Regions from separate parts of the Mus musculus genome. Here regions 1, 2, 3 and 4 are each linked to region 5. The links are chromatin contacts, called in public Hi-C and HiChIP or PLAC-seq maps. All regions are on one chromosome and are shown on one strand. Each heading gives the region's core, a stretch centred on a gene start, on an enhancer-like site or on the middle of the called end of the contact. The rest is flanking DNA. Distances are from core to core; before and after follow the strand shown.

Region 1 (6,126 bases), core at 1,814-4,313, 250 kb after region 5:
CCATGTCATTGCTGTCGCTGATCCTTCACAACAGCTGTCTGAAGTATGTGCCGTGACATCTGAGAGCACGGGTTAGGGAGCTGCCCAGTGCACCGTCCTGGCAGGTGGCAAAGCCCAGGGTGAGATGTGGGGCTGAGAATTCAGAGTGTGGTGTCAGGTGTGACCTGGGAAAAGCCCAGATGCTGCCATCAAAGGCAGCTGGAGTGTCTTAAGTGACGGTGGGAATGGAGGGAGGTGGCTGCAGCGTTGGAGAGAGGGGCGTTTGCCTTTGATCTCTTCCCGTTTATGATTGCTTATTGTTAGTTTGAGTCTCAGATGAGCGCTGCTTGTCAGAGTCTATTGACTGGGTTTTGTGTAAAGCTCCCCAGTGGGTACAATGTCCTTTAACTGACAAGGTCACTAGAAGTTTGAAACTCTGTAGGCCCTAGGAAGTAAGAAGTAGAGGGGTAGAAAAAGGCACATACAATTCTGGGCACCTGTGCACACTCCCGACATAGGCCTGTTTTGAGGTTGCAGCCATGGCCCAGTTAGTCACTGGCAAAGTCAAGTCCCTGTCATTGTCCTTTGTTATGGAGGAGTCTACACAGTCAACATGGAGGAGTCTACACAGTCAATAAAGCGGATTTTAGAGGAATGTTTAGGGGATGCAGCCTATCTCACTGTGCATTTTATTTGACTGCATAGCTTTTAACGGTTGCAGAGTTCTCTGGTCCTCTGACCCTGTTCTCCTAGAAGAGAACATTGCTAAGGGACTTTTCCTTTAAGGATAAAATTCTTTGTCCTACATGGTATTTAAGTGCCCCTTTTCACGGTTATGGAAAAGAAAAGTAAGGTTTGTACAGCAAAACGATATCCTGGAGTCAAGGGTAATAACAGGGAAGGGAATACAGAGCAAAAGACAGAGCAGATGGTGTGAAGGCCTCCCTCCCTCCCTCCACCACCACCAGCCCTGACAGGAGAGGAATGGGGCTCTGTCCTCCCCGGGGCAGCTGCCCCCCCATGTGTTCCTTCTGACTACCCCTCCCATCAGGACGTGCTCAGAAGGCTCCTCCCAGTGCACACAGGGTTGGAGGGGTCCTCGCTGACCCGTTGGGAGTTCTCAGTAGTAAAAGGCTTGCGTTCACAGCACTGTAAGTTCACCTTCTCTCCCCACCCCCGTTCTCACACTTTGTAACTGGTGATTTACCCACCTTGAAACAGCATGTCCTTAAAATGCAGTGGGTGTTTTACATAGGTGCAATCATGGCCTGACCCAGGACCTACTGAAAGCTAGTTTCTGTCATAATCAGGAAAAAAAAAAATTGGTTTGATTTTTTTTTTTTTTTTAATAAGTTTGGTGGTTTGGTTTGGTGTTCAAAACAGGGTTTCTCTGTGTAGTCTTGGCTGACCTGGAACTCACTCTGTAGACAAGGCTTGTGTCCAACCCAGAGGTCCTCCTGTCTCTGCCTCCCCAGTGCTTGAGATTAAAGGCATGTGCCACCACCACCCAGCTGGGGAAAAAAAAAGTTTGTATTACCCAGACATGTGATAAAAGTAGTTTCAAGAGTCTTATCTTTGAGTAAGAAGTACAGCTGTGGAATGCAGGAAGAATCCAGTATCCCTGGCTGGCCAGACAGCTCAAGGCTGGCTGCTCTTGGCAAAGCCACTTCCTGCCTCCATCTGATCTCCAAAGTATCTGGACTTCCAGCACCTGAAGCCGCAGCCCTGTGAGGGACTTGAGGATTAAAGACGGGATGGAAGAACAGAGTCTGTTACAAAAACTTAGAAGCCATTCTCAACCAGTGTCGGATTAAATCACGGGTTTGGGTCAGACAATAAGACAGTATCTTACCAGGTACGAGTGAATTAAAAAGCTGAACTGTAAGAACAGTTTAAAGAACTGCAGCTTTATAGGCTGGAGAGACAGCTCAGCAGCTCAGGCCAGGGAACCTACTACAGTTCCCAGCAGCTCAGGCCTGGGAATCTAGTCCAGACCCCAGCAGTCAGTCCTAGGAACCTTGTCTAGTCCGCAGAAAGCTGAGTGTGGCAGGCAGCACTACTTGTAACCCATTCCTGGGAAAGCAGACAGACAGGAGGAGTCACTGCTCACCCAGTCTCGCTAAATGAGCTAGCTGCAGGTTCAGTGAGAGTGAGAGTCCCTTTCTCAAAAACAAAGAAGAGAATAACTGAGAAAGATGCCCATGTAGTCCTCTGGCCTCTGTAGACATGCAAACACACTGGCAAGAATACCTGAACAGCATGCATCACACACACACACACACACACACACACACACACACACACACACACACACACACACACACACACAGGCACAGATTTTCAAATGCTGATTAACTACAGTAGCTCAAGTCAAGAATAAGGGTCCTGGGCTGGAGAGACGGCTCAACCGTTAAAGGCTAGGCTCACAACCAAAAATATAAGTGTAAGGGTCCTGTTAGAGATCCCGCTCCAAACCAACACTGTGTGCAGGACTGTGGAGGTGAATGGGTGCTGCCAGTGAATTAAATAGTTTTTGCTTGTTTATTTACCTAACAGCTTGTAGTAGATATTTTGAGTCTAGGACCAGTGAGAATAGAGTGTGAGAAAAATGCCACAAGATGTGACATTTGCCTTATAATGTGTGACTGTTTGTCATTTGTGTGTCACTCTTGTGAGGGGGAAAAATGGCCCAGAAACGTTAAGTCCAGAGTGGTGCTATCTTTCTTCTGAACAACTGTTACATTCTAATGTGTGTAAACTTATTTAGATGGCTACACCAAAACAAGACAGCTGATACTAACTTAAATTGGAAATTGCCTCATTAGTGAGTCAATTCATGATTACTCAGTCACCTGAGTAAGACTGGGCTTGTCCCCGATTGCAGCAAGATCCCCCAACATCCTGACATCACCTGAAATTGGTGCTCGCTCTTTTTCACTTTGATTTAACTAGAAGTAACTTGATGAAGGTTAGCATGCGTTAGGAGACAAGCCTGGGCTGCCAGCTCTTCATTCTTCTTCACTGTCTGGAGCGGTTCCCAGGCTGGGAGCAGTGAAGGTTGGTTGCTGTGAAGAGCCAGTGGGTGATCTTTATGTTTTTCAATGATGAAATGTCTCCATCTAGTGGAATTTCAGAGCAGTAAACACTCACTATTAAAATGAAGGTAAAGCCTTTTTCTTAAACACATGGTGGTCAGTATAACTTCCAATATGCATTTAGATGCTAGACTTACAACTACATATATTTCTGTGGGGCTAGAAATGGGAACAGTGCTGACTTAAAATGTTAACTTGGTTTTCTCCTTGGGGGTGGGGATGGGCTCCTGGCCTTGTGTGCACTAGGCAGGCACGCGGCCACAAAGCATCTACGTCATGAGATGTACAAGGCAGAGGCACACATGCACACATGCACGAATGGTAGCTAAGAGAGATGTTCACTTGACAAAGGACATGGCTCTCCTTGGGGGAGTTTTGTCTATGTAAATTCTTTGATGTGTATAAATATTTCAAATAAGAATATGGACACAATGTGATTATAATTAAACAGTTTTCTGGGTAAGAGAACTACAGTATCACTCTCATGGTTGATCTGTTAGTTTAATAAGGTTAAAAAGGAAAGATGCTAGGAGTTTCTTTGTTTGTTTGTTGTCTCACTATGTAGCCCTGACTGTCCTGGATCCCACTTTGTAGACCAGGCTGGCTTTGAACTCATTGAGATTCACCTGGCTCTATTTCCAAGTGCTTGGACTAAATGTGTGCTCTAACACCCCTAACCAAGAAATAGGTTTTATAATCCCTCAAAATTAGAGAGATAGCTCAGGAGTTAAGAGTGTGCTGCCAGCACCCACATCAATAAGCTCATAACCATCTGTAGCTCCAGCAGGATAGAGGTCTCTGGTATCCAAGGGCACCTCCACTCCTCTGCACATTACTGCATAGAGAGGCACACATGCCTACACATAATTTTTTAATATAATTTTTTAAAACTTATATTAGCACTTTGGGTGTGTGTGTGTGTATGTGTGTGTTTTCTACTGTTATTTATCTCATAGCCACACCCACTTGGATGAGTTCCCATTTTATTCTTTTATTCTGTGACTTTCTAAAGCCCCACCAGATGTCACTGGTCCTTGGTACCCCTGCTCAGAAGTTTTTTCTGTAGGGAACCTGAAGGAGGGAGGACTCTGGCTTAACAGGAGGCCAGGGTGTCTACCTAATGTTGACCTGGGGAAGGTCTTCCCAGCCCAAAATCAGTACGTTTTCTTCCCTGACTGAGCATCAACAGAGCCCAGCCAAAGACAATTTTAAAAAAAAGAAAAAGAAAAGAAAGGCCTGAGGTTTCTCTTGTTACCTTCACAGACTAAAAAAAGAAGAAAAGGAGGTGATGTGTCTGTAATGGTCAGAGGCTGAGGCGCCTAATATGGTGACCGGCAGGCCTGTTTCCCTGGCCCTCATAGATAGAGAGGCTTTCATTTGGTGCAAGTCACAGCTAAACTCCACGCACATGATCATTGGCCCACCCACTGTTAATGGGAGGAAGCTCACATGCCATAAACCTTCATGAATCCAAGCGTATGGATAATAGTTCTATATATAGTGACTGTAAACTGAGAGTCGGAAGTGCCCTTCCTGATTCACACTCTGAGAATTTTGCTGCAGTGGCTCAGAGATCTCTTCTGCCCTCCAGCTACACAACTGCCTGGCCTCCATCTGAATCTGGGGGTGGGGGTGGGGGGAGCTATGAATGTTTAATAGAGTAACATCCTGTTGAGAGTGTCTGAGGAAATCCTGTTATGTGGTGTTCTTATACTACCTGCAGAAGGTCATGTCTTCTTCCTACTTCGTCAAGAGCAAGCTTGATAGGTCCACTAAGCATACATCCAACCCTCACTGGGCCTCCTACTGCTTCTCCAAAGTAAACTGAGGCTGGTGTGTGTACTCCACACACACACACACACACACACACACACACACACCCCTCATTCAAGATTGCCTCCTACCCAGAAAGATGCTCCTCCCCGAGCCCTAAGTGGGAAAGTTTCCGTTTCAGGATCTCCTGATGATGCCCTTGAACTCCTCAACCTCCTACTGGGATTTCCACCCTTAGCTTATGTGGGGCCGGGTATTGAACCTAGAGCCTCGTGCACGTAAGAAAAGCACTCTGACTTCAGCGCGTGGTGCTTTGGATTTCTTAGGGCCCGTGTTGAAAGTTTGCAGAAGGGGGCACAAGGCTACAGAAAAGGCATAGGGTCGGCCTGCAGAATTCCCAGCTGGATGGTGCGTTCAATTCATGTCCCTTCTTTTCCTTTGCAGGGAAGGAGACTGGTGGGAAGCCCGCTCCTTGACAACCGGGGAAACTGGTTACATTCCCAGCAATTACGTGGCTCCAGTTGACTCCATCCAGGCAGAAGAGTATGTTGTTGTTGTTGTTGTTGTCTGTCTAAATATCTGCTTTTAATTGTCACATAAAATGCCAGTGACACAGCACAGGAGCGAGAAGACCTTTCCCAGTGGTTAAGGGTTGAGAGGCTACAGTCCTGCTGTGCTGTCGAGTCTGCGCAGTACACTGTTATTCACTTCGTGGTTTCCTTTGAGCCCGTCCGTTTTCTGATTGAGAAGCTCTATGTGAGTACCCTAGATGAAAACCCAGTAACTTGCTCCAGATGAAAAACCAATGTGGGGAAACCACAGCTGCAGTGTGTGTTACTGAGAGCCCACCGTGCGCCTGCAGTCTGCTCCCTGAGCACTTGGGAGGCAGATAATTATGAGAGATTAAGCCCACACACACACACAGGAGTCCTCTGCTTGATAATCAGAAATACTGAGCCTTCTGAAAAGACATAGCTTTTTGTTCCCCAGGCAGAAGAGCAACTTGGAAACTACTGCAGTTGTGGGCTTCGAGGGATATTTTCCTTGGACTGAGGTCTCGGTTGGTGTTGTGGCTGGTCGACCTTGACCAGCAGTTATTTGGCCCCACCCTCCCACTGGAGGGAGGCAGTTTTGGAAAGTGGTAGGAGTCTGGGGCTCTCAAAGGATGGCTGACTGGTCATTGTTCATTCTCTTTCCAGAGAAACCTGTAGGAACTCTTAGGAAATGGGGAGGGAGGTTGATGTCCCAAGCTCAGGAACATGGATGGCCTCTACCCCAC
Region 2 (6,041 bases), core at 1,147-3,646, 150 kb after region 5:
ACTGAGACACTGTATCAGTCCCCGGAAGGATCCACAGATAGTACAGTTAATTAGACCATGGCAAACAATAAAAATGTCTTTTGTTTCTTTGCCACTTTAAAAAAAAAGAGGGGCATACTGGGCATGGTGCTGTATACCTGTGACCTCACCACTGTGGAGGCTGAGCAGAACCTCAGCTTTAAGGCCAGTTCACGCAACGTAGCAGGACCCTATCAAAAACAAAAAGTATGCTTTTTAACATTTTAGTTTTTAAACTTTTTGCCAATTAAATCAATGTCAACCGTCTTTAGGGTTTTATATCTTAACTTTGATACCACAGCAGCCATAGAATTCATCCATAGTTCTTAAATTTGGTGATAGTTGTTTATTATTATTATTATTAATTATTATTATTATTACTGTTATTATTATTATTGGCGGTGGTGGTTGTTTTGGTCTTTGAGACAGGGTTTCTCTGGATCATCTTGGTTGGAATACACTCTGTTGCCACACTGGCCTTGAATTCAGGTATCTGTCTTCTTCTGCCTCCAAGTGCAGGACTAAAGGTGTGCACCACCACGCCTGGCTTAGTGCATTAATCTTAATGTACTCTAGCACAGCAGATTTTTCACGCAAATAAAGAGAAGTGTCCAAGAATAAATGGCATATACTACTTCAAAAAGTAGCTGGGTAGTCTGAATGCCTATTCAAGAGCAGAAGACAGAAGTCCACTCTAGAAAGGCGAGATGTACAGATCCGTGCCGAGCACCTCATCACTTCTTCTCTCAGAAGTCTGCTTGCCTACAGATCAGACACTTGCACCCCGTTATCTTTATAATGTTTCAATAAGACAGAAACAGATTCTTTCCCACTACCACTGATCTCCAGGCTACTCCATTGCAGCCTCAGTCATATAGACAGTCATAGACATCTTCCTCTGCTCAGCCTCTGGGACACTCCCTTTGGGCAGGCATGACTGCCGTGTGCTCCTTTGACAGCTGTGCCGTCTTTATCGCAATGCTACTTTGATACAGGCCTTCAACTTCTGTCTTAATCTGTCCCAGTCTCCTGTACCTGCCCCCATCCCTAAACAACTCCTGTTCACAGCCTCATCTAGTTATGCACTGCCAGCCGAGTCCTTCCTGTGTGTGGTATCTTGCTTCCCTCCTCCTTGTGATCATTGGTGGGTCTGCTTCTGTCCACAGCAGGTGCAGAACTCTCTCACTTCCCACCAGGAAGTTTCCCCTAGGTTTCCTCCAGGAACTCGCACTACATCTCTCCCTGCACTGCTGACTCAGCACTGCTGACTCATTGCTGGACTGAAAGGGTCTCTAGGCAGATTGCCAGTCTGTGGCCGTGCTTGGGTATCTCACAAATGTCCTTGAGCTCTGCAGGAGATGGTTCCAAGCATCCTTGTCGCTGTGGAGGTCTGTAGTTCTCTTCACTCAGCAGTTATCCTATGCTGTCTGGATCCATTGGAATCTGTACAGTTTCGAAATACTTAGAGATTTGAGAGGGAGCAGTACCAAGAGATTAGAAGAAAGACCCAGGCGGCCCTGCATGGGCAATGTCCTCTCTGTCCTCTCCTGATTCTGCCTGTGAGGAGTAAGTGACCTCCTCTTGGCTAACTAGGGAATACAGATACTTCCGTTTGTTCTCCCTTTTAGCACCCAGCCAGGCACAGGGTCCACCCCTTAACACCTGAGGAAGGAGTTGGGCAGGTACCCACGACTTGTCTGTGTCAGTATTTCACAGACACATGTAGCTGGGAGTAACCTTTGAGATTATCTCCTCTGACTACTTCATTTTGACAGCAGAAAAAGCTATGGTCAGAGTGGGCACATGACCTGTCTGACCTCAGACAGCAGTGACATCAGCAAGCCCTTAGCGTCAGCTTTCAGGCTCCTACTCTCCTCGTTTGCCATAACGCAAATGCACAGGTCACGGCTTCCCAGTCTGACGCTCTGCCCACTGATAACCGATGGCTGCTTAGAAGATTGGGTGGAGGGGCTCACTTCTGCTTTCAGTTGACAGCGACATCTTAGATAGCTTTTGGTATACTTCAGGGTTTTTTTTGTGTATGTAGTTTCTTTTAAAACTAGATTTTGCTATTAGTCCACGAGATAAGTCACGCCGGACGTGATCTTGTGTATCAGGTGAGGGGTTGTCGGCTAGTGAGGGATGCAGCTGATATTTTCTAGCCGTTTTCCTGCAGCATCTCATTCTTACAGTGAGTTCTGAAGCACACGGGTCCCTGGAGACGTCTGTGAACTGATGCATTTCCGGTCTTGAGCATTCCTGCCGCATGAAGCATTTGAAGGCTCTGAGAGTTCATACTGAAAGAACACCATCTAATGTATTTGTTTTAGGTGAATACACATGATAGGAAACTTTTCAGTGACGCAGCCATGACATTTCACCTTGCAAAGCTGAAACTGTTCCACCAAGACAGTAACTTCCTCTTCTTCCCATTTCCCAGCCCCTGACAGCAGACATTCTGTTCTCTCTTTGTATTTATTCTGATTCTAAGTACCTCATTTAAGTGTATCTAAGTGTAGTATTTACACACTTCACAGCATGGTGCCTAGGACACACAGAGAGGAAGGGAGAGCCAAAGGTATAATACATTCCTAGTAGCTTGCTTCCTCTCCAAGCAGGCCTAAGTTCCTAAAATTTCTGAAACCTCACAAAACAGTAACACCAGCTGGAGTCTAGGTGGTCAAAACATGATAATACAGTAACTTTTTAAAATATTTGAGAATCCACAGTTGTTTAACATGTTTTATATCCAGGCCTCTGAAATTCACTTGGACACAGAATTATCTTTCCCATGATACATGCAGAATATGGTATCTTGAAAAACCTCAGGAAGCTTAGTTAAAATATATATATATATATATATATATATATATATATATATATATATATATATATATATATATATATATACATACATACATACACATACATACATACACTTATTTCAGAGGTCAGAGCTGGAGGAGAAAGGCTAGGGATCTGGGTCATGATGCTCTTGGCCTGAGTATAAGATCAACATAGTCCCAGAAACTGTGATGAGAGGAGCTCAAAGACAGCACAGCTACCTGTGTCAGGAAAGACCAGGGCTCTGAGCACAGTATGGGGAAGGTGGGCCCCATGGTACTGGTTTTACCTTGCTCTCCACTGGTGACCCCTATCATCTCAGGCCAGGGGAGCGAGAGGCTGAGCCCTCCTGCCTGTGAGAACAGGGCTTGGGTAGCTTGGTGAGGAGGGGCTTTCAGCTTCAGCTCTACTGTTTGCTCATTACCCCAAAGAAGGAAGAATGTTGTCTAGCCAGGTCCCTTGCAGGGCTTGCTGTTGTAACTCCCTCCAATTGCCCTGCTGTGTAAGTCTAAATAGCTGAGGAGTAAATGGGAACACTGTCATTGGGCAGGCCAGTCCTCCCCTGCTTTGTCTTTCACAGACCTCAAGTGTGGCCATGCTTGGTCTTTAGGGTAAGCTCAAGAAGTCCCAGTCTCTGTTGACCTGGCAGCAGGGATGGAAAGACTCAGCACACAGAGTCTAGTGTTGTCAGTTCTCCACACCCTAAAGCAACAGTTGTAGGGACACCCAAGAGAAGACAGACTGCTGTCTCTGTGATAGCCTTATAAAGCTGCATTTGGTGTCGATAAGGATTCGAAAAACTATGATGAGGACCCAGCACCCCAAAGTGTCTTCAAACCAGCGTGCAGTAAGGTCAAGGGGCGCTCAGCTTCCTAACCCACTTGACCAAGAGCAGACGATGATACCTCCCATGGTGGAGAGAGGCCCTTGTAAGTTCTGAGACCCTTAGATGGCAGCTGCCACTTAGCAAAACTATCATTATTTTATGGAGCTTGCTGTTCTGTAAATAAACACTACTGTTTGTTCTCAGACTCCTTTCCTTCAAGTGAGTTCAGAGCTGGCTTACTGCTTTGGCCCCTCCCACCTAGGTTCTCCGTTTCCCAGGATCAGAGATGTACATGGAGGCACCGAGACCCAAATGTAAGGGAAATTCTATGTAGAATCCAGCAAGTTTCTTCCACAAGCCTGTTTTCTCATCTCTGCAGATCCTAAGATGTCCCTTCTAGTGTTATGGCTTTGTGACTTTTACCAAAAATTAAACACAGAATTCAGTTTCTAATTGTAAAGGTGTGCAGATTGGCTGCTATTGGCTGTTCTAGGTATTTGGATTAAATTAGTGAATAAGACCACTTAGCCTGCTTGGGGAAGAGAGGAGAGGCAGGCAGTGATCTCCAAGACATACTGAAGCAGTGTAAAAAGGGGTCTGTTTGACGTGGAAACAAAGTATTCTGGGAAGAGAAAGGGGAATGCCCCAGGCATAAGGGGAGGCTATTAATCTACCTGTGAGGCTTTTAGGAAATCTATTTATTTTAGATTCAGAGTTCTGTTGTTTGGACATAAATGGGTATCAAATGATCCCTTGGAAAGCTTTCTTCTTAAATGATCTAACTTGATAAAGGATTACCTCCAAAGTGTGTGTGTATGTGTGTGTTCTCAACATGTGCCCACACATGTAGATGAATAAACATATGCACATACATGCATGACTCCACAGCAGAAGCCACAGCTCTTGTCTCTCTTCCAAACCAGTTTGTAAAGTCCAACTAGGGTGCCGTAGTAATGCAGTCCTCCCAGCCTGCCGTTTACAGGAAGGGAACTGAACACAGAGAGATGCTAATGACTCAACAGAGCCAGTGAGTCAGAGGTGGGAACTGGGCCTGGCCTCCAGCCTTGGACTGGCAGTGGCCACCTTCCTGTGCCTTCCCAGTTCCTATTACCACAGTAAAAGCCCAGTTTTCACCTCTCTTCTTTTTTACCTGTGGTCTACTTCCACCCCCATATTTATATGGTTAGTTTTTAAAAAATGGGCAAGACACTCCAACTGTTCTGAATTATTTTATAATGATAGTGAAAAACATTATATAATCTAGAGATAGTTTCAAAACAATAAACTGAGTACTGGCTATCTCAGTGCTGTAGTAGGATACAGAATCTACATAAGCCAAGTCCTCCTTTGTCCCCTCAGTCTTCCCCACACATTCTAACCTTCACATGTGTGTCCCCAAAGCTTTCCTAACCAAGGCTCACATTCCTACCCTTTCTTCCTGATCTACATCACAAAAAGACCAAAATTAGGAAAGATCTTCCCAAAAGGTGGGCGAAGAAAGGCATGAGAATTCACCGAGGCAGCTGCATAGAGACAGCATAGGAGCGAGCATGCAGCGTTCGTTTCCTCACTGCTGCTGATGCTGCTGATGCTCTGTTCTTAGGTTCTCTCCTAAATTACCACATGGAGTGTAATCCGTACAGAAACCTGGTGTGGCGGGTGTTGGCATCTTCCGTTAACTGATGGGAAGGAACCTGACCAGTACTGTGTGATGGAGAAATGCTGAAATGGGAGCCCAGTTCTCTGGCCATCTATCTTCTTTCTGATGCTACCTCTAAATAGCACAAGCCTTCGATACTCTGCACTCCATCAGTTGCCAGATCAAAATTGTAACTATTTGTTGTTAGCACCGAAGCAGTTAGCATACATCTTGGAAGCATAGTAGGTAAGTTAAAGACAAAAACCTACAGGCAACACCTTAGGACATAGAACTTTTGTTTTGTTTGAAAATACAGTCCAAAGAGATCCTAGCAAGCTCCGTGGAGCCCTGTTCCAACAAGTCAGAGGCGATGGGCTCTTTCTGTCCTTTAATACCAACATGGTGCTTGTGGTAGGTCTGGACTGCTAAGGCAATGCCTGCAACAGAGAAAATGACAGGCAGTCCCTCGTCATAAGTATGGGAGGCTAAAGATGGTCTCTGGCAAACATATGGACTCATTTATGATGGGCTCATTGTATGCACTTGCGACTTGATAGAAATAAGATAGGAACAAGAGTTCTCAGATGAAGTGCCAGCAGGGTGCATTTGGTGGCAGCACGGTGGCTGAAAGCTGGTGTTGACTGGGCAGGGAGGTGGTGGGGAAAGAATTCCACATGGGAGAAGGAAGAAAGTCTAGAGAAGAAAATAATTAAA
Region 3 (5,513 bases), core at 2,339-4,838, 170 kb after region 5:
TGGGAACTCTAGCTCAGCTGAAAGGTGGGATGGCTCTGCCCCTTAGACCATTTATACCTAGAAGACACTGTGCCTTTGTGTGCTAAGATGAATCTGACTGGAAAGCCACACACATGGAAAAGGAGAAAGGGGATGAAAGGGGGGAGGGGAAGGAGAGGGAGGAGAAGGAAGCGGAGAGGAGAGGACACCTGCTCTAGGCTCCAGAGTGAGGCTTGACCTAAGCACCGTGGTTCCTTCCACTTAAAGACACAGGTTCCTTCGCCTTCAGTGGTTTTGGGTTTACTTCTTTTAGAAGAAATGGAGTTTAGCGTAAAATACATGGAGATTGTCCTTATGTGACTAAAGTAAAATAGTGTTTCTTTCATGGAATTAAGTACCTTTAGATATTTGAGATGTAAGAAATACATTTGCAAATGTATTCTTAAAACATGCTTGGGCTGGTGAGATGACTCAGTGGGTAAGAGCACCCGACTGCTCTTCCGAAGGTCAGGAGTTCAAATCCCAGCAACCACATGGCGGCTCACAACCATCCATAACGAGATCTGACTCCCTCTTCTGGAGTGTCTGAGGACAGCTACAGTGAACTTACATATAATAAATAAATAAATAAATCTTAAAAAAAAAACAAAAACAAAAAAACATGCTTGCCAGAACAAAGCCGTATTTTGGCAAAACTGTTAACAGAACTCGGCAGTTACCTGTAGCATCAGGTACTCTCAAGAGTGGGCATGAGATGCCGTCTCCTACTGATGCCAAGCGTTTGGCATGCCCTGGTATTTTCCCACAGGCATCGTCCTCACACTTCCCTACCCCCCAGACACTCTGCCCTCTCCCTCTCGCCTATGCCTCAGCAATCTGATTTCTATGAGCAGCTTTAGTTCTTTCACCTCTGGCTTGTGGTTGGGTTTAGCACCTAGATACTGGAAGGAGGGATGGACGGGGAAGTGGGAGTATTGACACCTCTGGGGGTCTCTCTTGACTGGCAGTGGCCTTAGAAGAGCAGGGACAGTTCTCATTGGGAACCCTCCCTACCACCTTTTTATGCCTTCCTGTCCCAGCTCAAGTGTCTGTTCTCTCTGGCTCTTTCAGGCCTTGGAATGTAATAGAGTCTGCATTGACAGGCTTCCTGCTGGACCACAGTAGGCCTTGTGGCTTTGCTGTGCTTTCTTGCTTATGCTGACCGACGGGGTACACCTGTACTGTTGCTGCACTGCCTTCACAAGACAAAGGTCCGCTTGCGTCAGAGGGACTCTAAACCTCTGTAGAGGACTCTGACCTCAACCATAGTGCACTCCTTCTCAGTAGATTTTCAAATTACAAATGATAAACCTAAAGGACGTCGGGTCTTGGGGGAGGGGCAGCTGTCATGCCAGCCGAGCCTGAGCTAGGGAAGCCGCTTCTGGTTGTACATCAAAATTACCAGAGAGATCAGGGAGAGGCGGGGAAAGGGAAAGGGACTAATTCGGGGAGTGAGAGAGATTGATTAGAAATAGAGGGGTGAGTGTTCTTTGACCTCCCTACAAACCACAGCAAGGACCGGCTTCCTCTGGCTCCCTGCCTAAGAGTTTGAGACTTTTCTTGTCATGTAGGACAAAGCTCAGCATTGGTGATGGCCTTCTTACCATCGTCTGCTAAGTCAGGCAACTCGTGGAGGTTCCCTAAGTGTGCCCCAAGATACAAAATGCAATTACCTACATAATGGACACAGCTTTATTGCAGAAAGTATATAAAGAAGCCCTCTGTTAGAATGGATCTCTTCAGTAGAGCCCTTGTTATAAGCCCATGAAGTGCTCAGTCTGTGTCTACCAAGGGCATGGCTAGAGAAGGCAGTGGCCTTGTGCTGACCCCAGGAGGAGAAGCTGAAACTGGGTGCCCGAGTGGAACAGATGGACAAGCTGGAGACAGCACTGGTGCCCAAAAGACATGAGTTAGGCTTCAGCCTGCTTAGATAAGTTTCCCCTTCAGTTGTTGAGAGGATTAAATGTAAAATTCTTGGAGCATATGACATCTTCAGAGTGTCACTCCCTGTCCTCCAGCCCTCCCCTCCCCTCCCCAGTCAGAGCCTTGTTGCCATCTTAAACACTTCACATCCAAATCTCAGGACAAGAACGTAAATGTCATTGGCAGGTGTTGATTCGGTGGGGCAGACCCAAGTGCCCCAGCTCCTTAAATGGGTCTGCAAACTCAGCTTAGTAGTGACAAACTCTGTCCTCAGTCACGGTGGACCAGGACTTGTGGCATTTCTATCTTCCCAGCAGCTTGACGGCTACTAAGAGCCAATTGCTAAAGAAGGGTATTAAATGCTTTTCCTATTTTGCAATGTAATGCTGACTTTAAGTCTCTTCCCTTGGGACTTTGGTGGAGTCCTTTGGCTAGTGGGTGGCTGTCCGAGTTTGCTTTCTGTTGCTGTAATGAGCACCATGACAAAAAGCAACCTGGGAGTAAAGGGTTTGTGTCACCTTACACCTTACAGTATAGCATGACGCGAAGACAGGCAAGGGGCCCACACAGAGGCTGCGGAGGAGTGCTGCAGACTGGCTTTGCTTCATCACTCGCTCAGCCCACTCTCGTATGCAGTCCATCTCGGGATGACTCCACCCAGTAAGCTGGGCCCTGCCATATCAATCAGTAATCAAGAAAATCCCTATAACCCAGTATAATGGAGGCATTTTCTGTTGAGGCTCCTTCCCAGATGACCCTAGTTAGTGTCACATTAACAAGAAACAAACTAGTATATTTGTAGATATTAGGGAAAAGGGTCATCTTTGATGGGAGGTAGTGGAGACAGGTTCTTCTAGGGGGTGGAGCTGGACTTAAAACACCTGACCCTGTAGGACATGCTGTAGTGTCGAAGGCACTTCCACTGCTTAGCTTTCTGTCCCGTCGAGACTTGCTGGCTTTGGAGAGCCTGAGGTGGCTTTCAAGGGTTCCTGGAATGGTTTGTTGTTTGTTTGTTTGATTGATTGATTGATTGATTGATTGATTGATTTACCACAGTACCTGGAATCACTGGAATGCACAGTTGTTCTCTGTGGCTCCAAGTAGCCCAAGCAAGAGTGTGGCTCCAAGTAGCCCAAGCAAGAGTGGGCAGTGGGGCCTTGAGTTGTGCACAGTCTGGATTAGATGTTAAGAGTCCCTCCGACTTGCACTGGAGTCTTAGAGTGCAGCCATATACTGGGGCAGTGGGAGACCAGTTTATAAGTCAGTAGAAACTTCTTACTTAGTCTAAGCCTCCGTGTGTGTGTGTGTGTGTGTGTGTGTGTGTGTGTGTGTGTGTTTTCCATCCCCTAAAGTGCTGTTGTGAACTCGGGAAAGAAAGGAAGCTGTTAGAAAAGCAGAACTGTAGAAGAATCTAGAGAGCCAACCCATGAGCAGCGCCAGCCCCCTCTTCTCTTGCCCCCGCCCCAGCTTTCCTTTCACACAGCCTACATTTGTTTTTCCACTTAAGTATTTAGAAGGTTTGTAATCCGATCATTTAAATTTGTGGTTATAAATGACCTTTTCTTTAGGAAAAAAAAAAAAAGAGGCAGTTGGTTCAGAGAGGGTGGCTGAGTCATTCAGCAGTGAGTGACACTGTGAGTTGACTCACAGTGGGCACCAGGGTAAGGGGCTGTGGCTGAAAGGGTGGCGGTAGACATCTGGATGGAAAAGGGTTAAGCAGACACTGCAGACCCTTGTTCCTCAGGCTCAGAAGGTGAGCCAGTGCTGGTCTAAGTGTAGGTAAAGACCAGTGGGTGGAGCAGCCTACCAGCAGCAGCAGCAGCAGCAGCAGCAGCAGCGTGAGTCACGTGTGGATTGCCAGATGCAGCAGAAGCATAAGGATGCCCAGTTGAGTTTGGATTTGAGATGCACAGTGAAGCTGGGTAATCAGGGCACACACCTTTAATTCCAGCACCTGGGAGGCAGAGGCAGTCTGGTCCAGGGCTACACAGAGAAAAACCCCGTCTTGAAAAACAAAAAGAGAAACCAAGTATTGGACTGTAATTCTTACCATAGCTTATCAGTACATCCAGCTAATAACTGTGGCTTACATAACATCAGGGACTATCAGAGATACGCATTGAATCATTTTGAATATAATTTTGTCCCAAACTGTGCATCTGAATTCGAGTTTGGCCTCATGTTCTGATTTTACTCAGTGATATTTCTGCTTGGCTGTGCCCCTAACATTTGGACAGCTCTGTGACACTTTCACAGAGTAATGACAAGGCCGGGAGGAAGGGATTGTGGTTGAGAGCCTCTTAGTTGGTGGGAAAATTAATGTTCCAAGCTTTCCCCACGGAGAAGACACTGTACGACCAAACTGCTGGCTTTGTCACAGGTGCTGTCTCAGTTGGCAGAAGGTCCTCAGAGGCCTCCTCAGATGAACGCGGCCTGACAAATTCCTGGAGGTTCTTCTACTTAGGATGAAGGCCGAGAGCCAGCTTGCCTACTACTCTCTTGTTTTTATAAGGGAACTGAGGACTCCTGAAGCAGTGCTAAGGAAACCTCAGATGGAGGCCGCTGAGGTCTTTCAGTGCTGTGACTGGATTCTTAGTGACTCTCAACTGTCCGTACAGTCAGGCAGCAGAGCTGCTTTGTGGACACAGCCCTGATTTTTGTTACTGTTAAGTTCTGCATAGGTAGCCCTTTGTTGCCAGTTAACAAAGACTGGGCACCAGATAGTTACAGGGATGTCACTCATGACAGTGGGTGTAGTATGAGACATGTCGTGTGTTTCCCGAGCATAGATACTCAGTAGCAGGAAAGTGAAACTTCAGAGTGTGTGTGTGGCCCCTTTCTGGGTTCTCTATTTTGGGGTCTGTGATGTAACTTCTTGGGCTTTTAATTTCTCAGAAATGAAATGTTCTTATAAAGTTTATTTAGTTTACACTAGCAGCTTTTGAAACAAACTAATTTGAAGATGAGGAGACACCAATGAAATCAGTAGAAGTCAGTAACTGTATCCACTGCAGTATTCCTTCAGGGACTTGGCATAAGCTGATCCTTCTCTGTACTCTCTTTATGTAGTTTATCCCACTCCTACCTTGGTAGGTATTTTCTGGTATTTCTTTGGAAAGTAAATATCCAATATCAATATAGTAGTGTTCTTTATGTATGCATCTGTCTTCCTTGGATCTGCCTTTAGGTAATTCTGCATTTAGACTTGTTACTTCAGAAATTAAATTATCCTAGGCAAGTTGTTCAGTATCTTGCATTGCCCTTCATCTCTGGGGTTTGTTCACACCTCTGCCAGGAGTCAATGTTACACATTACTTCCCTCCTGATAGCATTTCTCAACCTGTGGGTTCCAACCCCCCCACAGGGATCACATCATATCCTGCATATCAGACATATCAATATTTACATTACAGTTCATAACAGTAGCAAAATTACAGTTGGAAGTAGCAATGAAAATAATGTTATGGTTGGGGTTTGCCACAACATGAGGGACTGTATTAGGGTCACAGCATTAGGAAAGTTGAGAAACACTGTTCCATGACCTTAATAGCACGAGACTCCCCTTGCCAGGT
Region 4 (5,476 bases), core at 2,351-4,850, 220 kb after region 5:
TTATATGTTTTAAAGTGTGTGTGTGTGTGTGTGTGTGCTCTTAAACCAGAACTTTTCGTGAAGTATTGAGACATCCTGTTGTTTCCTTGCCATCTCATCAGACTTAACCTGCAATTTTAACCTTTTGAAAACACAAGTCTGCTGTGTGGCTGCTGCTTAGAAACTGCCACGGCCTGCTCCCTTTTCCACACTAGGCCCTGCCCTTTGCCAAATACCGTTACTGTTCCCTGGAACAGATTTCCCCCTTTCTCAGCCCAGGAACCTCCTCCCCCACCCCTCCTTCACCAGTCCTTTCTGCGGGTGCTGCCCAGACGCTGTATGGATCTGCCTTACGTCATCATAACAAAGTAACTGAGCAGGCCACTTAAGCAGTGAGGTGGTGCATTTAGTTCACGGTTCCAGAACCTGAAAGTCCAAATAGCAGAGCATAGATTTGGTGAGTGCCAGCCCCTCACTGCGGGGACAGCAACAATGGGAGCAAGTGTATGGTTGCTTCTCAGACTGGGAGCAGAAAGGACTGGGCTGGCAACGTTGGCTTTTGTAATAACTCACTGGAGAAAGTCTCACACACAGGCGCGCACACACTCCCACAAATCCGACTAGATTATCTCTGCAGGGCGTATCTTTAATAATAATATCTCCCACTAAAACCAGATCCCATAGAGTCTACCACCAAGTTATGGACCAAACTTTGAATCACAGTGGACACTCAGTCACACTCAAACTATAGACCCTGAGTCTGCTCCCCCAGGCAAGGAATAACAGCATGCTAACTCCCTAAACACCACTGTCAGTTAGGTGAGCAGAAACATCCCTGTCTGTCTGTCTGTCTGTCCACTGTCTCTTGCACTAATGCACTTCAACAGCGGGGCCGGGCTTTCCATCTTTGTATCCTGTGCACTGTGTGGTGTGCATACTGTGTGCTGTGCAGTGCCTTCTCATTAGCCGTGCGTGAATGAATCCCTGCATCCGTCCTTCATCCATTCAGCGCTGTGGCAGCAGCCTTCCAGGCAGCTAAGGACCAGAGTGTTCCAGTGAAGCAGACTCTAGCATCAGTTTATGGGATGCTGGCCCTGCTCTCCTTGCTTTATATTCCAAACTGGCGAGGACACCTGATGGCACCCTGTTCTTCCTCCCTCGCCCTCTCTGCATGAGGAAATCCCTACTCAGGTCTGAGAAGAAAACAAGAGCATACACCACTAACAGTGTAAACCGGAGGTGGGGGAACCGTAATCTAACCATTGCTGGTGACAAGTTAGCTTCCTGCATGCTCAAACACCTTTCTCAGATGCCAGCCTGTGTCATCTGGCCCTGTGAGAATGAGAAAACTGGAAAGATAAAAGCCGGACGATCTTCCGGCTTCCGCATCAGGTTAGCCATAACACTGAGGCCATGTCAGGAGCCCATGTGTTCCCACCAGCCTGGGAAAGGGTGAGTTCCCAGGAAAGATCAAATAGTTGCTGTAAAAGCACTTCTGAACTCCAAGGCAAACAGATCTTCCCAGCTGAGTGCCCTCCCTATGGCCTGAAGAGTATCAGCTGCCAAGTAGCTGTTCTTTTTATCTTCTTCATAAACCACCCCAGGCTGAGGGTCCCGTCTGTGAGAAGCAGAGTGGTGATCCTCTGCAGGAGTGTATTTGAACTTATGGAATAAGTGACCATTGATTCACATAGTGCTTAGACAATATATTTTTGTAAATACCCCTAGGAACACAGGTGTGGGCACTAATGCCGTACAGGAGAACTTTGTCCCTAAACTTGACTCTGGTAGAATGAAGCAACTATTTCTGCTAGGTCAGAGGGCTTGCTCCTGCATCTTGCTTCAGCCCAGCCTGGAGTTCACATTGGATGGCTGGTGCAAAGCTGACTGAAGAGGTAGCTTTAATTTTAATTTTCCATACTATATAAAGCGACACACACACTCCTGGGAGTGGAAGCTTGGGTGTTAGCAAGCAATTAGACTTTGCCTACCACCTGGACTCGCTCTACTGAGAAGAACACAGGCAGGCATAGTTGACAGTTTGGTGTTTACAGTTGGGTGTCTGCAAGCTCACTGTTGGAGTCCACTCGGCACAGTTTTGGGACTCCATCTCAGGGGTCCTCTCCACTTTTCCACTCACTGTGCCCTGCTCCTTCTTGTCATTTGCCTTCCTTTTAAGGTCCCCTCTGCTGTCTTTCTGGCTAAACTGCCACAGTTAGAAAATGTACCTCCTGGAGGAGGCACAGAGGCCCTTAGCAGAGGGCACAGGAAACTGATCACATGAGCTGTGAGCTCTCTCATCTGAAGCCGGGGTTCCTCTGATGGTATGGCCACAATTACTTAGAGTATTCCCTTTAAACCTGTTGATGCAGCTGATCCAGAAATCTAGAGTCACACATGTGGAGGGAAGTCACCAAGGGGAGAAAGAAGTCTGGCAGACAGGTACAGAAACCACATTGTCCTTGTGTTATCCTAAATAACCCACTAATACTAAACCTTGGTCTCAATTTTGAATTGAGTCAAGTTTTTGACCCCAAACTTGAGGCTGATAAAAGAAACGCTGAGCAGTAGGGTGCCCAGCCTCTGAAGCCGTGTTTGCAGCTGTGTCAGTGTCGTGCCTCTGCGGAGGACAAGTCAAAAGTAGAATGTTAGGGAATGTCAGCCTGTCTCTTTCTGATCTCAGGACTTTGTCAAACGTGGGGTCAAGTCTGACCCTTAACGGTGTAGGACATATTGTAATATACGATTATGTGGACGTTTGTAGGTATGGAGACCTGGTCACTTAGACTTGTCTCCTTCATTTCTTTAGTGAGTGGAAAAGAAGCAATCACTGGTTTCTAGTTTACTTTTCCCTAAGACAGAAAATGATACATTCCTTATGTATGTGTGTATGTTCATGTTCATGTGTGTGTTCACATGCCAATGTGTGTGTTTACATGCAGGTATATGTGTGTGTCCATGCCAAAGAGTTCATGCTTGTGTGCACAGGTGTGTAGGTGCGGGTGTATGTGTGTGCATATGTATATGGTAGCCAGAGGTAGGGACTTAGAGACTGTCATAGCCTTGTGTGACTTTCCTGCAGGGACAAGGATCCGAGCTCGGGTTCTCAGTGCAGTAGGCCTATTACCAACTGAGCCATCTCCCCAGCCCTCCATTCTCACCTCTGTGCTTGGCTTTAGCCTTTCAGTTCAAGCTTTCTCCAAGAGTTGGGTAGTCATGTTCTGAGACAAGGCCCCATTAGGGTCTTACCTCACACAGGTTATGTGTGAAGACTTTCTGTGCAGCAGGCTGAGATCCATGATAAAGTCTGCATCCTACAACTATGCCTCTCAGAAGACCTGCTGTAGTAAGTATCGGCTCAGGTCATCTTCATGCTGCCATGCAAGTCACTGGGGGGAAGTTCTTTGTTCTTCCTTCTGTGTTGCCACAGCACCACTGCACTCTTCCCGTACAGTCTTCCCTCTGTGCTCTGTAAGCAGCTGAGCTTACAGGCGTGTGCAGCACACCCAACTTACGACATCACACTAGAATTTCTTGGGAATGCTTGTTCCTACTTTGGGGGCATTGTTGCAGAGACTCTGAATGCCACTAGAGACAGATGTCAGAATGAAAGATGGAGAGTAAACAATGACTTCAGGGTCCTGCTGCTCTGAACTAACCCCACTGTCGCCTCTGGGTATAGACTGTTCTGTGTGTTGTGTTGCTGTTCAGTAGTAGAAAGGACTAAACAGAACATGAAATGGAGAGGACCCAAACACAGTGTAATACAGGCCTCCCTGTTCCCTTTCCTTCCTTTAGTAGGAACTTCTGGGAGAGGACAGAACAAGGTTTCCTGTGAATTCTTTGGCTTGAGCTGTTGCTTAAATCAGTGCCCTTTCTGCAATACGAGTCAGAAATGCTGAGGAAGCCTTGAGAGGCAGTGTGGCTCAGTCCAGTGGGTTCAAAGTGCAGCCTCAGCCAATAGCAACTGCATCACCCAGTGCCTTGTCAGAGTGCAGCTTGCAGGCCCCTCCTCATACCGACTACTGAGTCAGACGCTTCAGCAGCTGGGCCCACCCAGCGTGGTTTTCACAAGCCTTCCAGGTGACGGTCAAGAGCATGAAGTTTGAGGGCCACTAGTATTCAGGAAATCCCACTGGACAAATTCATGTTCAGCTGTAGAAGCCACCAGACAACCCTCTCCACACACACATAGACCGATGCTGAGCCTCAGACCCCTCAGCCCCCACACATACACACACGTACACATACACATACACATACACACCCATGCTGAGTCTCATCCCCCCCTCCTCTGAAGGAGGAAGGACATGAAACCAAAGGCTTCTATGACCTCTCTTTATGATGTCTGGTCTTAAGCCAGCTGTGACAGCATTTTCTTAGCACATGCGTACACTCTAAAAACTAAATGAGGGAAAACCTTATCAGTGTTGCCTCAAGAGAAAGCATTAATGGGAGCTGGAGAGATGGCTCAGTGGTTCAGAGTGCTTGCTGCTCTTGCAGAGGACCCACAGTGAGTTCCCAACACCTATGTCAGGCAGCTCATAACTACCTGCCATCTCTACTCCAGGGGATCTGATGCCCTCTCCTGGCCTCTGAAGGCATCTGAGCACACACAGCAGACACAGACATGCACACAGATATACATATGCATATAGATAAAAATAAATCCTTTAAGTATTATTGTTATGGAGATGAATGTAGAAGGGAAAAAACAAATTCAGAATTTCATATCTTCAATACTGTGATCTTCCTGCACCCCTTCCTTTGTGTATATATGTGGGGGGTATGTACTCACATTTGTGTGTGTTTGTATGTGCATGCACACATACACTCTCAAGCACAGAAGTCAGTATTGGTGTATTCATGTCTTCCTAGTCATCCCCTTCTCTCTTGTACATGTTCAGTGTGTGTGTGTGTGTGTGTGTGTGTAACTGGGAATTGAACCCGGGGCCTCAGACTAGGCCAATGTTCTGTCATTGAGCTATATTTCTGGTCCTCTGGTAGAGTTAGGTTTGCTGCCAGGCAGCCTCACTTCCTTGGGATTATAGGCATGTTTGCATCTATGAAGGTATACCCACTGATTAATCTACATATGTATAAGGTCACACCCTAATGAGATTACAACATCCATCCACTGAGTGCTTTGTGGTGGAAGTAGTTTAAGGTGCTGGGCACACACAGGTAGGCAGAGCTTGCGTTGGCAGGGACTGAGTCAAGGAGTGTGCATTCAAAGAACAGCAAGACAAAGGGTGTACAAAGGAGAGAGGATTGTGGGAGCCGAGGCAAATCTGATAAAATACTTACAATGTATCCCCCATACAGCAGGGATGCATCCCCAGCTGTCATTTCCGGAGTGGCTGGGTTAGAGGGCTAGAAGGAGAGCCAGCCATCGTCATTCGGCTGGTGGTTTTGTAACTTTCATTTTCCTTGAACATGGCATGAACATCCAGCTAGTCTGCCACGCTGTCATTGTAATCACCTCATAGGAGTCTGT
Region 5 (5,825 bases), core at 1,513-4,012:
ACATGGATGCCTCTTTCCCATGACCCCAGACAGAAAACCATGGTGTACAGATTGGTTCAGCATTGCTTTGCTTTCAGTCTACAACGTGCCATATTTGGATATTCTTCTGAAAGCTAATGAATGAGCCAGTGTTGAACAACAGGGCAAAGACAAGATCACAGAGGTATATAAACCACTAAGGAGAGTATCTGTTTGAACGCTGTCTACGGTCAAATGATTGCAGCTGTTCTACAGTGCGTGGGGTAGTCTTTAACCAGCTGCACACTAACAGCACATAGGACATTATTTTATTTTTATTTATTTATTTTTTTACTTAGTATAAAATATTTTTATTGGATATTTTCTTTATTTACATTCCAAATGTTACCCCCTTTCCCGGTTTTTCCCATCCTTACTCCCCCTGCTTCTATGAGGGTGCTCACCTACCCACCCACTCCTGCCTCCCCACCCTGCCATTCCCCTACACTGGGGCATCAAGCCTTCACAGAACCAAGGGCCTCTCCTCCCACTGATGCCCAACAAGGCCATCCTCTGCTACATATTCAACTGGAGCCATGGGTCCTTCCATGTGTACTCTTTGGTTAGTGGCTTAGTCCCTGGGAGCTCTGAGGGGTCTGGTTGGTTCATATTGTTGTTCCTCCTATAGGGCATTATTTAAATGTCAGTACCTGAACCATTGTCTCAGACATGCTACTTTGTTTAACTGGGGATGGAGCCAGGGTACCCTTAAATTTAAAGTTCTCTTAAGTGTTCTAAAATGCTTTGAGAGTTGTGAACCAGTGTGCTAGAACGTCACCGGCTCTTACCCTATGGAAGCAGATCACTATAGTTATCTTCCCCTAGAATACTTTCATTGCTGTACTTTTTCTTACCGCCAAAGTGATAGTGATATATCTTTACCACAAAGGACAAACACAGGAAAACACAGGAGAGGAACATCAGCCCAAGTCCTACCAGTCATAACTTTTCTCCTGACAATGTTTTGGGGTGCTTCCTTCTGAGGCACAAGTCTGTGCTCTTCTCTCCTGCCCCCCTCCCCCACCAAGGTAGAATCCAGTTTTTAAAAATCAACAATAAACTTCAAAGAATTGTCCAGTGTCAGGATGATCAGTTATTTTGCCTGTCCCTGTAGCTAGTCTCTCAGCCCCCGACATGCAAAGGTGGAGTGACTTTGTTCAGCCAGGTGTGCTTGTTTGAATGCTGATTTTAGTTAAAAGGACTTTAGTCCTCCTGGTACCCCTCTTCCAATCACATCTCCTTGCCCTTCACTGTGGCAGAAAGGGACCGCTCTTACGACTGTACTTGATTACAGTTCTCCGAAGACTGACTGTCAGAAGTAAGAGCTATAGAAGATCACACTGCCTAGAGGACACAAGGCTGTTTATTCCTGTGTGTACAGAGCTCTCAAGCCTATGCGGAATGTAGGGCCTTGGAGGTCTGTATACACACAGGATGCTGTTTTAGCTTCTCACAAAGCTGCTTTCCTAAGACTTCACACCAGCTGTACATCGCCAGCTTAAATAAAGCTGTTCTAAGATCCGTTCTCTGCAGCGGATCATCGTGTCTGTTATGAAAGTAAAGATACACTGAGGCTAGGCATCCCTTGCTACTTGGTCTCCTTATGAGAATCTACAAGAAAAAAAAAAAAAGCTCAAGTAAAGAATTATAATCCTATGTATGTTCTTAATCTCAGGGGCCTCGCTATTCTTAATTATTTGTTCCCATCTTTTCTTTGGCTGCCAGGGAACTCAGTAAAGTTGTAGCATCGGCTAGCAATTATACCTGACTATGGTATGTGTGAATTCCTCTCCCTAACCCTGCCTTTATGGTATTTCTACCTTCAATCTCTCCTTAATTATTTAACTTTCAAAGTTGTGTGGGTGTGTGTGTTTAAGTCTTGGTGGGTGAGAAAAAATTTTTTAAAAAGAAGAAATTAATAAAGGGGTTTGGGTTGATGCTCAGTGAGTAAAAGTACTTGCTACACAAGTGTAAGGATCGAAGTTCAAATCTTAAAGCCAACTTAAAGCCAGAAGAGTATCTGTAATTCCAGCATGCCTACAGCCAGATGGGAGGTGGAGAAAGGAGACTCACCCAGAAGTTCTTGGGTCAGCTAGCCTGGCATACACAGCGGTGAACAAGAGACAGATAGACAGACAGTCTCTCTCTGTCTCTGTCTCTGTCTCTGTCTGTCTCTCTCTGTCTCTCTGTCTCTCTCTCTCTCTCTCTCACACACACACACACACATTACAAAACCAAGTCAGAAAGGAAGATATGTCACTGGTTTGAATATGAAATATTCTCTATAGTCTCATGTGTGTACAGATGCCCTGAGAACAGAGCCTACCACATATGAACCTGGGAATGCCTCAGAGCTTAAACCTAACACTCACCTGTAACTGCACTGTCACGATGAAGCTGGGTTCTCAACCCAGGTCTGTTTGCTACAGATTACAGCCTGTAGTACACGGTTCATTTGAGTCTGCTTAAAACTCGACTGTTTAAGTCTTTTTGAGAAGTCAGAACTCCCAAGAGGCCTTTCTTCCTGTTGAACACTCTCCTGCCTGTCCTGTTAACCTGCGAGTGGTTAGGGTTGGCTTTCATTTTCAATCATTTCTACTTCCCAGGGAAATAAGAACAAATTGTGGAGAAATTGCTGTGGCTGGAAGCGCACACAGGAAAGCAAGGCTGACAGGACAGGAGGAAGAGCAGGGGTGGGGGTGCAGACAGGAAGGGACTTGCACAAAGCGCTCAGAACTTGACTGAAGGCCAGGGAAATACAAAGAAGATCTTGGCAGGAAGCCTGGCCTGAGACTTTGCTAGAGCCACAATAGCACTAGGAGGAAGGGAGGAAGGGAGGGAGGAAGGGAGGGAGGGAGGGAGGGAGGGAGGGAGGGAGGGAGGGAGGGAGGGAGAGACCGAGAGACACAGACAGAGAGACAGACACAGAAAGACAAAGAAACAGAGAGACAGAGACAAAGAGAGATAAAAAGACAGAAAGACACAGAAATACACAGAGAAACAAAGACAAAGAGAAAGAGAAACAGAGAGACAGCGACACAGAGAGAGACAGAGACACACACAAAAAGAGACACTCTTCCATACTCTCTTCCCCTTTGCCTGCCCTGAGCCTCTGCTCACCAGGCAAACCCAACTTGATACTTGAGTCATTGAAGAGGGAACTCATTTCTATTTTTAGTAAGGACTTTCATCTCCAGTTGTGCCATCCTTCTACAGAATCTTAATTTCCCAGTTGCTGTAAGATCCTAGTAAAAAATTCAATATTTTTAAAACATCACTCAGTCTTGGGGGAGCTTTGTCCTAATGCAAAGATGAAGATGGCTCTCAGGTGCCAGCGAACAGCTGCGCCGTGCATAGCAGAGTCCCATTCACCAGAGCACTGATGCAGGGCACGTAGCTGGGCAGCTCCATTTGTTCAGGAGTAGAACTCGGTTTTTCCCTTTGGTAGGGGACAGGATCTGTTTCATCTGGGACTTTTTTTTTAAGCACCCCAGTCATTACACAGCTGGTCCTAGAGTCAAAAGATTCCATTCAGAAAAGCACCGGACAGTTCAGCATTCAGACCCTCAGCATACAGAGCCTGAGTGAAATCAGGACAATTCATTTTTCCACCCTCTGTTTATTTTGAAATTATTCAATTCTGGGGACAGGTTACAAGAGGGATGAAAAGACTATCCATACACCCCACACACACCTAGACATTCCATTGTATTCCATGGTATATTCTGCCTTCTGCATGTGACACGCACATGTCCTCATTCTTTGCCAAACTTTGAACCTTTAGAGAGGAATCTGCAGAAATTCTTACCTTTTACCCTACAAGTTCTTTAAAATAAAGACATATCCCTGGAAAACCACAGTATAATCGTTATGCCAGTAAACATTCCTAAATGAGATTTATTATGTATCGTAGAATGCATGCAAGGATGCCATCACACCCAAGCTCTGTCCTCGCCATCCAGGATCTCACTGGGAACTGTTGTATTTGGTCCCTGTGGCCGTTTTTTGGCACTCCAGTGCATCTCCCCACTTGGTCCCCCACCCCTGCAATTCTCTAAAAACACTGTTTGAAACTCTAAGTCAGCCATTTCACAGAGTCTCACTTTGAGTTTCATTAGTTAATCTGAGCAATCACGTTTATGTCAAGAAACAGAAATATTATTACACGGACTCACATGACATTGTTAGCTTTGTTGTTCAAAACCCAAGATTTCATATAGTTCAAGATGCACACTATTATGTCCTTACCATTACATGCTACCAAGAATGCACAACGTTCACTAAGCTGCTGGTGGTGCTATTAAGTTTGATTCTGTGGTTAAGGATCCACCAGAACTTACCACTATTTTAGTCTCCTTTAAAGTAACAAGAAATCTGTGGGGACTGTGAATGTCACCTCTCATTTTTTTTTTACGACTCTTGATGATGATCATTTATGTGATGAAGGTAAATGGTTTTCCTGTCTGTATAATTGTTTTCCCCTTGTCTAGCTGGCATCTTCTACTAAGTGTTATACCTCCTTGCTGTTTTTAGGATCTTGTTTGTTTGTTTGTTTGTTTGTCTGTTTTTCAAGATGATATTTCTCTGTGTAGCCTTGGCTGTCCTGGGACTCTGTGGCCAGGCTGGCCTCAGACTTAGAGATCTGCCTGCGTCTGCCGCAGGAAAGCTGGGATCAAAGGCATGCGCTGTCACACCTGGCTCCGGAACCTTTCGTAGACAGTAAGCACATATATTCTTTGTTAGTTATTATGCTCCATAATTTATTCTTACCATTGTCCCTTATTAATGCTTTTTACATTTAAAATCTTTTAAAAAGATTACCAAGTTGTTATTGCCTTTCTAAAGCCCTTATGCTATCCCTTGATAATGCACGTTATCTGCCAAATTTGAACTGAGAGCTCCCAAGAGGTAATTCAGAATCGTCCATTTAGAACTCCGAATTTATGCTGTCTTTGATTTACCTCTTCTAGAAACACACTCAGTAAGGGAATTCACTTGTAGTTACCTTATTTTTTGGTTATCAGTTCATTCCTCTCTTCTTCCTTTCTCTGAATTTCTTTTCCTTTCTCTTTCTTTCTTTCTTTCTTTCTTTCTTTCTTTCTTTCTTTCTTTCTTTCTTTCTGTTTTTTGTCTTTCAAGTCACATATATGTTTGGAGTAACTACTGTGTTAGACTATGTGACTAGCACCATCTCAACCTCGATCTATACAAATAGATCAAATAAAATGTTATGGACCAAATGTAAAATAGTTATAAACCTAGAAAGGAAGACTTACATAATAATAATAATAATAATAATAATAATAATCTCAGATTATTATTAAGTCCAATATCAAACTGTATTCTAATTTAATTTCAAGTAAACACAAGAAATTTTGTGTAATATTGCAAGCCCAGCATAAACAGTAACATACATTGCACAGAAACATTGTATGTGCATCACACTGAATTTCTAATAAACTGTGAAATGTATTATTTATGCCTCCAGTACAAAATTTAGAACACTGAGTTTGATGCCATCACGACTAACATGCCTCATGCCAGCTAGTTTCTTCTGACCCATCTTTCAATTTTCTTTCTATTTTTTAAAATAACATAATGGTTTTAAACTTCAGTTACATGTTTTCTAGAAGTTCTACTTGGTTCTTTCTTAGAATTGCTTGACCATATTTAATTTTTTTCTATGTAGACATTTTTAAGTTCATGTTTTATTTGTTTAAACATAGCAAGTGTGGAGTAGTTTAGGCTGTGTGTGTGTGAGTGTGCGCGTGTGTGTTATACTTGTAGAGACTAGAACATAACTTCAG

What was found. Hi-C and Micro-C count contacts between places; a contact is called where the count stands out from the background. HiChIP or PLAC-seq counts read pairs in DNA pulled down with a chosen protein or histone mark.
Region 1: an H3K4me3 HiChIP or PLAC-seq map of neural progenitor cells shows a contact between it and region 5, with 16 times the contacts expected there. The contact joins two enhancer-like sites. A contact is called at or near these places in 1 of 15 datasets of contacts at CTCF or cohesin (the NIH/3T3 cell line), 4 of 484 Hi-C or Micro-C datasets (bone marrow-derived macrophages, forebrain, tail fibroblasts and 1 more), 15 of 115 datasets of contacts at active chromatin or transcription factors (the 230-238 cell line, the HPC-7 cell line, T-cell acute lymphoblastic leukemia and 9 more) and 4 of 9 other capture datasets (adipose tissue, embryonic stem cells, liver and 1 more).
Region 2: a Hi-C map of bone marrow-derived macrophages shows a contact between it and region 5, with 65 read pairs. The contact joins two enhancer-like sites. A contact is called at or near these places in 1 of 15 datasets of contacts at CTCF or cohesin (the NIH/3T3 cell line), 4 of 484 Hi-C or Micro-C datasets (CD4 T cells, bone marrow-derived macrophages and peritoneal macrophages), 7 of 115 datasets of contacts at active chromatin or transcription factors (the 230-238 cell line, bone marrow-derived macrophages, embryonic fibroblasts and 3 more) and 2 of 9 other capture datasets (adipose tissue and liver).
Region 3: an H3K4me3 HiChIP or PLAC-seq map of bone marrow-derived macrophages shows a contact between it and region 5, with 4 times the contacts expected there. The contact joins two enhancer-like sites. A contact is called at or near these places in 3 of 484 Hi-C or Micro-C datasets (B cells, bone marrow-derived macrophages and nephron progenitors) and 5 of 115 datasets of contacts at active chromatin or transcription factors (the 230-238 cell line, CD8 T cells, bone marrow-derived macrophages and 2 more).
Region 4: an H3K27ac HiChIP or PLAC-seq map of regulatory T cells shows a contact between it and region 5, with 5 times the contacts expected there. The contact joins two enhancer-like sites. A contact is called at or near these places in 1 of 15 datasets of contacts at CTCF or cohesin (the NIH/3T3 cell line), 3 of 484 Hi-C or Micro-C datasets (bone marrow-derived macrophages, cortical neurons and nephron progenitors) and 10 of 115 datasets of contacts at active chromatin or transcription factors (the 230-238 cell line, bone marrow-derived macrophages, embryonic basal ganglia and 7 more).

The regions. Positions count from the first base shown.
Region 1 is chr10:39,517,463-39,523,588 of GRCm38.p6, forward strand. It overlaps Fyn (Fyn proto-oncogene), which reads left to right. Exons shown (of 14, transcript NM_001122893.1): 6 at 5,292-5,390. Among named protein-coding and RNA genes, the nearest start is that of Gm40627, 70 kb to the right of the region's middle. Within about 2 kb of position 3,064, at least 46 of the 459 cell types and tissues checked have an H3K27ac peak or open chromatin away from gene starts, as enhancers often do. A contact at or near this core is called in T-cell acute lymphoblastic leukemia and neural progenitor cells, where this site is marked.
Region 2 is chr10:39,411,090-39,417,130 of GRCm38.p6, forward strand. All of the region lies in intron 2 of Fyn (Fyn proto-oncogene), which reads left to right. Among named protein-coding and RNA genes, the nearest start is that of Fyn, 44 kb to the left of the region's middle. Within about 2 kb of position 2,397, at least 95 of the 459 cell types and tissues checked have an H3K27ac peak or open chromatin away from gene starts, as enhancers often do. A contact at or near this core is called in the 230-238 cell line, adipose tissue and bone marrow-derived macrophages, where this site is marked.
Region 3 is chr10:39,431,588-39,437,100 of GRCm38.p6, forward strand. The region is part of intron 2 of Fyn (Fyn proto-oncogene); the gene reads left to right. Among named protein-coding and RNA genes, the nearest start is that of Fyn, 65 kb to the left of the region's middle. Within about 2 kb of position 3,589, at least 56 of the 459 cell types and tissues checked have an H3K27ac peak or open chromatin away from gene starts, as enhancers often do. A contact at or near this core is called in CD8 T cells and bone marrow-derived macrophages, where this site is marked.
Region 4 is chr10:39,486,986-39,492,461 of GRCm38.p6, forward strand. All of the region lies in intron 3 of Fyn (Fyn proto-oncogene), which reads left to right. Among named protein-coding and RNA genes, the nearest start is that of Gm40627, 100 kb to the right of the region's middle. Within about 2 kb of position 3,601, at least 47 of the 459 cell types and tissues checked have an H3K27ac peak or open chromatin away from gene starts, as enhancers often do. A contact at or near this core is called in bone marrow-derived macrophages, oligodendrocyte precursor cells, pro-B cells and 1 more, where this site is marked.
Region 5 is chr10:39,264,024-39,269,848 of GRCm38.p6, forward strand. No RefSeq gene overlaps it. Among named protein-coding and RNA genes, the nearest start is that of Gm31562, 22 kb to the left of the region's middle. Within about 2 kb of position 2,763, at least 138 of the 459 cell types and tissues checked have an H3K27ac peak or open chromatin away from gene starts, as enhancers often do. A contact at or near this core is called in the 230-238 cell line, CD8 T cells, T-cell acute lymphoblastic leukemia and 6 more, where this site is marked.